Linked DNA regions of Danio rerio: region 1 is linked to region 2. Evidence: chromatin contacts called from public HiChIP or PLAC-seq data. All regions are on one chromosome and are shown on one strand. The core of a region is the stretch at or near the end of the contact, and the rest is flanking DNA. Distances in the headings are between cores, read along the strand shown. Region 1 has its middle 43 kb from the start of tecrl2a. Region 2 holds the start of fbxo45 (F-box protein 45).

Region 1 (3,828 bases), core at 303-2,802, 180 kb before region 2:
CTTTTAGTCGAATCTCATTAATTTTTCTAGTCATCTCAAATTACATTAATCAAACTAACTAAAAATATTAAGTTAAACTTTGTATAACCTAAAAAAATGAGATTAAAAAACGATTATTTTAAGTCAGAATTGCAAGTTATGAAGTCAGAAATCTGAGTTAGAAAGTCGCTATTCCGAGTTATAATGTCACAATTCTGAGTTATAAATTCGAAGTTATAAAGTCGCTATTCCGAGTTATAAAGTCGCTATTCCGAGTTATAATGTCACAATTCTGAGTTATAAATTCGAAGTTATAAAGTCGCTATTCCGAGTTATAAAGTCGCTATTCCGAGTTATTAAGTCAGAACTCCGAGTTATAAAGTCGCTATTCCGAGTTATAATGTCACAATTCTGAGTTATAAATTCGAAGTTATAAAGTCGCTATTCCGAGTTATAAAGTCAGAACTCCGAGTTATAAAGTCGCTATTCCGAGTTATTAAGTCAGAACTCCGAGTTATAAAGTCGCTATTCCGAGTTATAATGTCACAATTCTGAGTTATAAATTCGAAGTTATAAAGTCGCTATTCCGAGTTATAAAGTCAGAACTCCGAGTTATAAAGTCGCTATTCCGAGTTATAAAGTCAGAACTCCGAGTTATAAAGTCGCTATTCCGAGTTATAAAGTCAGAACTCCGAGTTATAAAGTCGCTATTCCAAGTTATAAAAGTCACAATTCCAGGTCATTCAGAATTGCAACTTAATAACTCTGAATTCTGACTTTATAATTCGGAATTGCATCTATAACTCGGAATTCTGACATTATAACTTGAAATTGCTACTTTATAACTTGGATCTGCGACTTTATAATTCAGAATTCTCACTATAGCTCGGAACTCTGACTTTATAACTCGGAATTACAACTTTATAACTCTAAATTTTGACTTTATAACTCAAAATTGTGACTTTATAACTCGGAAATGCAACTTTATAACTCAGAATTCTGACTTTATAACTCGGATTTGCGAAATTATAACTTGGATTTCTGACTTTGTAACTCGGAATTGCCACTTTATAACTCAGAACTCTGACTTTATTACTCGGAATTGCAACTATAACTTGGTATTGTGACTTTATAATTTATTATTTATATTTAATTATTTATATATATTTTTTTACATTTTATTAAACATTTATTTTTTTATTATTCTGTGGCAGAAATGGGCTTCCATATTTTCCGTTAAACATCACCTGGGGGAAAAAAACTGATCAGAGGGTTTTATATTTATTCTTAGTGTATTTATAATTATTTTAAAACAAATTTAAAAAGCTTTTAAAATATTATTAACAAAGAATGAATTGGAAAAACAAAATCTGAAGTATCTATTATTTTGTATGAAACCATGGCTACCATGGTAAATGTTTAATAGGAAAAGCTACGTTTACACCATGATCCGTGAGAAGAAAGGAATGTTACAGTCACAGGTAACAGAATAAACATCCCTAACGTTTCTAATATACATTAACTGGTAATAAGACAAACACAGAAACCAGCATTCCAATCCACCAGCCGAACAAACAGACACAAGGTCAGTGTATTTCCAGAAAGGACACTCACAGAGGTGAATTTGTGCATCAAGTGTGTACATGTGGACTTGTGAGTCATATACATGCCTGGCGCCACATTATACAGTGTGCTTGAACTTAAGACAGGCTGGCAAGTGCTGATGGATAATGCCAGCCAAACTAAGACTGCAGTAATTACTCCCATAGGACTCCGTCGGTTCAAAGCCAAGAAACCTGCTGGATGCCTGCGCTCTAGTCAAGCAGATAAGCCTGGTAAGGTGTAGGGATTCATCTGATGGGATCCTTTCCAAGGGGTAAGAAAAGAAACAACACCTTCCTGTTTGTTGTAATAGGCTCCTTCACAAAATACTGTACAGCAAAATGAAAGTTTTCCCCTGAAAGATACTATATATATTTTTTAAGAAAGTATTATGTACTTTGGAGAGCCACAATACATCTGACAGAATAAACAACGAAATATGAAATTATTTATAGGGTTTCTAAATTTAAACACATTTCAATCACTTTCCAGGTGTATTCTCGAACTTTTTTGGCACTTTACAAGTGTGGCAAATTACCAACCCAGTCTTATTATTGATACATACCCCTGCATACATTTCTGGACAGCAGGAAATACGTCTCAGGAGCCACGTTTTTTTGCAGCTTTTGTTTTCGCGTATCCGCCAGAAGCCACTGTGTACGCTTTTTCAGATCTCAAATTTGTCTCACGAGTGCCATTCGAGCCTGCTGTTGTTGTGCAAATCTACCAGAGGCCGCTGTCGACTACCTGACTGACTGACTGACCGACAGACGGTCCGACCGGCCAACGTATATCCCCACCCACCCCATTCTCTATACCCAACCGACAGTGTTTCCAAAAGCACTGATCCACCCACCACCTTCCCTAAACCCTTTTAAAACTTAAACTTTTAAAAACAATCCAGAAAAAGAAAAGCCCTCGTGGCCTCCTGATTTTTACAACGTTTTCAGATCTTACCATGTTCTCGCCCTGTTATTTACTTGTTTGTTTATTTTTTGCCTTTTGTTTTTGTTCTACCTACTTTATTTAATCGTTCTTTGCTGGAGTCGAACCCCGTCATCGTGGTCAACATCTCTCTGCATCTTACATCTGACGACATACAAAGCAAGCCATTGGGCAAAGTGGTAGCAGCAGAAAAGCAGTCCACATGGAGGTAAGCAGTCAGCTAGTAGCGCGAAAAGAAACAGAAGCCGTCGGTGGCATTATACCGCCCCGTAGCATTAATTTTAAAGACGAAATGCAGCCATACTTAGCTTTGGCTACATAATTTGCGCTCTCCAGAAACGTATACAGGGGTACGTTTTCACAATGAGCCAGTGTTGCAAATTACATAATTAAATACTTTATAAATAAATAAATCTGACTTCAACACTGTTTTGTCTCGTTTCTAGTCTAAATATCTAAAAATTCCTAAATCAAGAGGCTTTTTTTAGTCTAGTCAGGAAAAAATATATAGGCATGTTATCAGAAATAATGTCAAAATGAACATAAATGAAATTTTTCTTTAAACAAGCAAAATAATTTGCCAACAGGTAAGTAAAATAATCTTGTTTTAGCTTTGAAGAAAGTTTATTTTCCGTACCCAATTAGCAGATTATTTAGCTTGCTTTAAGGGAAAAACCCAATATATTTTTATAATATTTCTGAAAACGAGGCAGTTTTTGCTTTTTGGTTTAAAAGTTTTTTTTAAACTAGAAGCAAAACAAAAACTTGAACAGTGAATGTTTTTAATCTTTTATTTTATATATTTTTTAGTTTTTTAATTTTTGCATTTACAAAGTGGTAATCTTAGTGCATTTGTTTTCATTTTAATCAGAAAGCAAAACTATTTTGCTTTATATAAATAGTTTAATAGATCAATTAGTATGAAAGTTTACATTTTCAAGCAGTTTCAAGCACTTTTCAAATGCTAAAAAAACATTAGATTCAATCCATGTATTTACCACTTTCATGCTAGATGCTTATGTTGCATGGCTATCATGGGACCAGTTGTATAAACAGTCACTACGTTTACAAGGATATCACTAATCAAATAAATTGCCTTAATCCGAGTAAGACAATAATGTGAATAAGGACATGAGTTGCTTTTTGAATGTTCCTTTCATGATACCGTTTTACATGTTATAATGCAAAGTTTGAGTAATGTAATTGGGTCACCATTCTATTTACGTTTCCTCTGGAGTTTCGTGTCATTTTGGGTGTTTCAAGCAGTCCAGCAGTTTAACTTTCATTCAGGAACACTTCATT
Region 2 (3,412 bases), core at 328-2,827:
TCATAATTTAAAGACATGGCGGGGGAAATGGAATTTAACGCCGGGCTTCTTGTTTGATCTGAAACCCACTTCACAGGCAGTGATGTGGTTCATGGTGGCTCGAAAGACCCACCCCTACTGACAAGGGTACAGAATTTGTCCCACATTGGCTGATTTGTCCTGTTTTGACTGCTTTTTCATCATAAATTGTGAAAATAACCCATCCAAGGACCAAACGGAATCCATTCGTGATTTCAACTAATCGGTTTTGGCCAATGCAAACCAATATTCTTTCATGAGTCCAACATCTGTGCAAGAAAACATACAATCGGACAAGAGTAAAGCCATCTTTCACTACTGACCCTACTGTTTTGTTGGTAAATAGAGAAAACATTTTACAAGTAACTTTTATTCTAAATTTTGGACATTATATATGGAAAAAAAGATCAATAAAAAGGTGTGAAGCACCAAAAGCGGTCCATATTAAAGTTAATTTTAATACTAATCAGGCTTTGAATTTTTTTACAAGAGAAAAATCTATAAAAATTTGTGAAGCTCTACATTAATACTATTATTGTTATTGTATTTTAAGTTCTAACAGAAGAAAGCTAAATGTGCTGGCCAGAATATTTTGCCTAATAAATTTAATTAAGCTACAGTTTTTAATTAAAAATGTAATGAATCCTTTTTTTTTTCTTAATGATAAATCATGTAATAAATAAGTATTTTAAATATGTTTTTTCAAAATGTAAAAAAAAAGGTTTGGTACAATAAAAGGTTTGTTTCTGATGACCATCTGACGAGCTATTTTAACAAAAAGTGCTTAAAATGTCACTAAAATGCAGTATTTAAACCTCATAATTAAACAGAAAATGAGGCGAATAACTGCAAAATTCAGTGGAGTAAATGTTTTCAACATAAAATTGTCTCTTTTGCCCTCTAGTGTGCCATTTACAGTAGTCAAACAAATATAAAGGCATTTTCCTCAAGAGAAAGCAAAGGTCCACTTTTTAAGAAAAAATAACTACCCCTTTTACCAGACTGGCTACAGGCCTGCTTTATATTGTAAATCTAGCATGCAGTGGAAACAACTGATTTTGAAAGAAATCAGACCTTAAATGTGGCAATTTTATAATGGAAAGACAGTTTAGCGGAAGCGCTGAGGCTGGCTGAAATTAAAAGTCAGTGTGCATATACCCCACTGACTTCCATAACAGGAAAAATACTATAACATTTTTATAGGTAATTAATTACGTGCTCAACATTTAAAAAATTAACTGGTCTATGAGTCCAAAAACGATGACAGAATGATGACATTTAGTGGGAACTATCCCTTTAAGACCGGTTTTGTAGACCAGTTCAATCAGTTCACTGAAACGATCCGACTCACAATAATGATTCATTCACGAATCCGTTATCACTTCTAATTTGAAGCAGAAACAGATATCATACCACGTTTACCATATTATAATGTCGGACGTTACGGTACGTGTAAAAAGTTACTGATATTTAAATGAATTTGAAATTTTCTTAAATCCATTCTAATCACTGAACTTGGATTTACTGAACGCACGCCGTCCAGGACCTTTACAATAGTCACATAGCTTAGATTTGATCCGTTTGGCCGCAACTGCAATAACACTGGGAGATGTGTCAAGCGAACGTGCTTCACGGGGCCGCGGCGGGGTTCTGACCCGCTCTTCAACCCGGCTGTGCGGCGATATCAACGCTTGCTCTCGGCGGAGGAGTCTGTCATGTCTGGCGCAGTGGCCACTGGAGGGGCGCAGTCCGCGGGTCTGGGCGCTGCCGCCGCGGGCTGCTGCTCCTCCGCGTCGGGCGCCGGTTCTGCCGCATTATTAAGCGCAGGATCGGGCATCGCAGGCCGGTTACCGAGCCGTGTTCTCGAGCATATATTCTCATATCTAGAGCTGATGGATCTGCTAAACTGCTCGCTCGTTTGCTGGCACTGGAACAACTGTCTGTCGGATGAAAACAGCGAGGTGTGGCGGAGTCTGTGCGCCCGTTCACTGAGTGATGAAGCGATGCGCTCTGATATCCTCTGCAACCTGGCTTCATATAAAGGAAAAGTAAGATTGTGTAGCTCAATTCTCATTAATGCCTTCTTTAACATAAACAACAATGCAGTACTTATGATCATGCATAACATTTCTGAATTCCTGTTCTGTTTAATGGACATATTTTCTTCAGTGCATGAATGGTGAGAGAATGTTGTATTATTTGCTTTTAGTTTAAAGTAAGAAAGGTCAATTTATTATTTTAATATTTTCGTATTTCATCATATCTTTTTGATACAGTTATGTTACTAGGTAAACTACCGAGACGGCGCTAATGGTCTTCAGTATGACGTCATTTGTAAATATTGAGCCCAGAGACAGGCAAATCAATAGGTAGTCTGCAATTGATGGGCACAAATGTCCTGACAATTGGTCATATACATATAGACGACTTAATTTTTGAAATATTCTACTGACAGGTCGTGTGATAGCTTAAGATTTATTCTAAACAATTACCATACTCATGCAATGAACATAAGATATGACTGATGAAAGAAAGCATAAACCATCCTATTCAATAATGAAAATGATAATAAATCATAGCAATAATAATGAGAGTTTTCTTTAATTTTTTTAATAACTTTTGCAAATAAAAATGTCAACACATATGTGAAATAATGTTTCTGTAGTTAGCGTAACATTTATGTAAAATCAAAACAAATGTAATTCTTACCTGGACATCTGAAAATATGTTAACAAAAAGAGATATTTGGAATTATTAAAACCCCTTGCTAACAAATGCATTAAATCTAGCATTTGGCAAAATATATCAATTTAAAATTAATTAGTAGTTTTTATAGACTAGATCTTGTAAGATTCTTGTTCTGAAATGCTTGATTATTTCTCGTTGTATAAAATATTGTTTTCATATATTGTTAATTATTAAAGTTGTTATTTTTTATAGGCATGGGATAATAACCGATTCCACTGTTTACCATGGTTTAGAAAAGTCAAGGTTATAAAACCGCAATTTGTTCTGTTATACCGTTCCTAAGGTATATGTAAGAGTTTTTTCTTTGTTTTTTTTTTAAAACATGATGTAAAGAAATCAGTGTTTTTTAAACTAACGAAGAGAGCAGAAGTCATTGATTTATTTTCAATATTTAGCCTATCATGTTTACTGTTTCAAAATATTTTAATATGTTATAACATATTATATGTTTCCTAAAATAAAATATATATTGTGTTCAATGTGGAAAAAGTTTTTTTTTTTTAACCCAAACATTTAAAATGAACTCATTTTAGAGCAATAATCGCAATACTGTGAAACAGTGATCTTTTTATTTAAAGTTATCATACCGTCAGAAATGCATACCGGCCCATGCCTAATTTTTTTTACCCATATAAAGAAAGTAACA

Evidence for each region. HiChIP or PLAC-seq counts read pairs in DNA pulled down with a chosen protein or histone mark.
Region 1: an H3K4me3 HiChIP or PLAC-seq map of embryo shows a contact between it and region 2, with 4 times the contacts expected there. The contact joins the enhancer-like site here to the promoter of fbxo45 in region 2. A contact is called at or near these places in 7 of 18 Hi-C or Micro-C datasets (caudal fin, embryo, hematopoietic stem cells and 1 more) and 3 of 4 datasets of contacts at active chromatin or transcription factors (caudal fin, embryo and gastrula embryo).

Annotation. Positions count from the first base shown.
Region 1 is chr24:32,792,980-32,796,807 of GRCz12tu, reverse strand. No RefSeq gene overlaps it. Among named protein-coding and RNA genes, the nearest start is that of tecrl2a, 43 kb to the left of the region's middle. Within about 2 kb of position 1,552, at least 4 of the 62 cell types and tissues checked have an H3K27ac peak or open chromatin away from gene starts, as enhancers often do.
Region 2 is chr24:32,617,863-32,621,274 of GRCz12tu, reverse strand. fbxo45 (F-box protein 45) reads left to right here and starts at 1,577. Exons shown (of 3, transcript NM_200595.1): 1 at 1,577-2,066. The coding sequence starts at 1,734.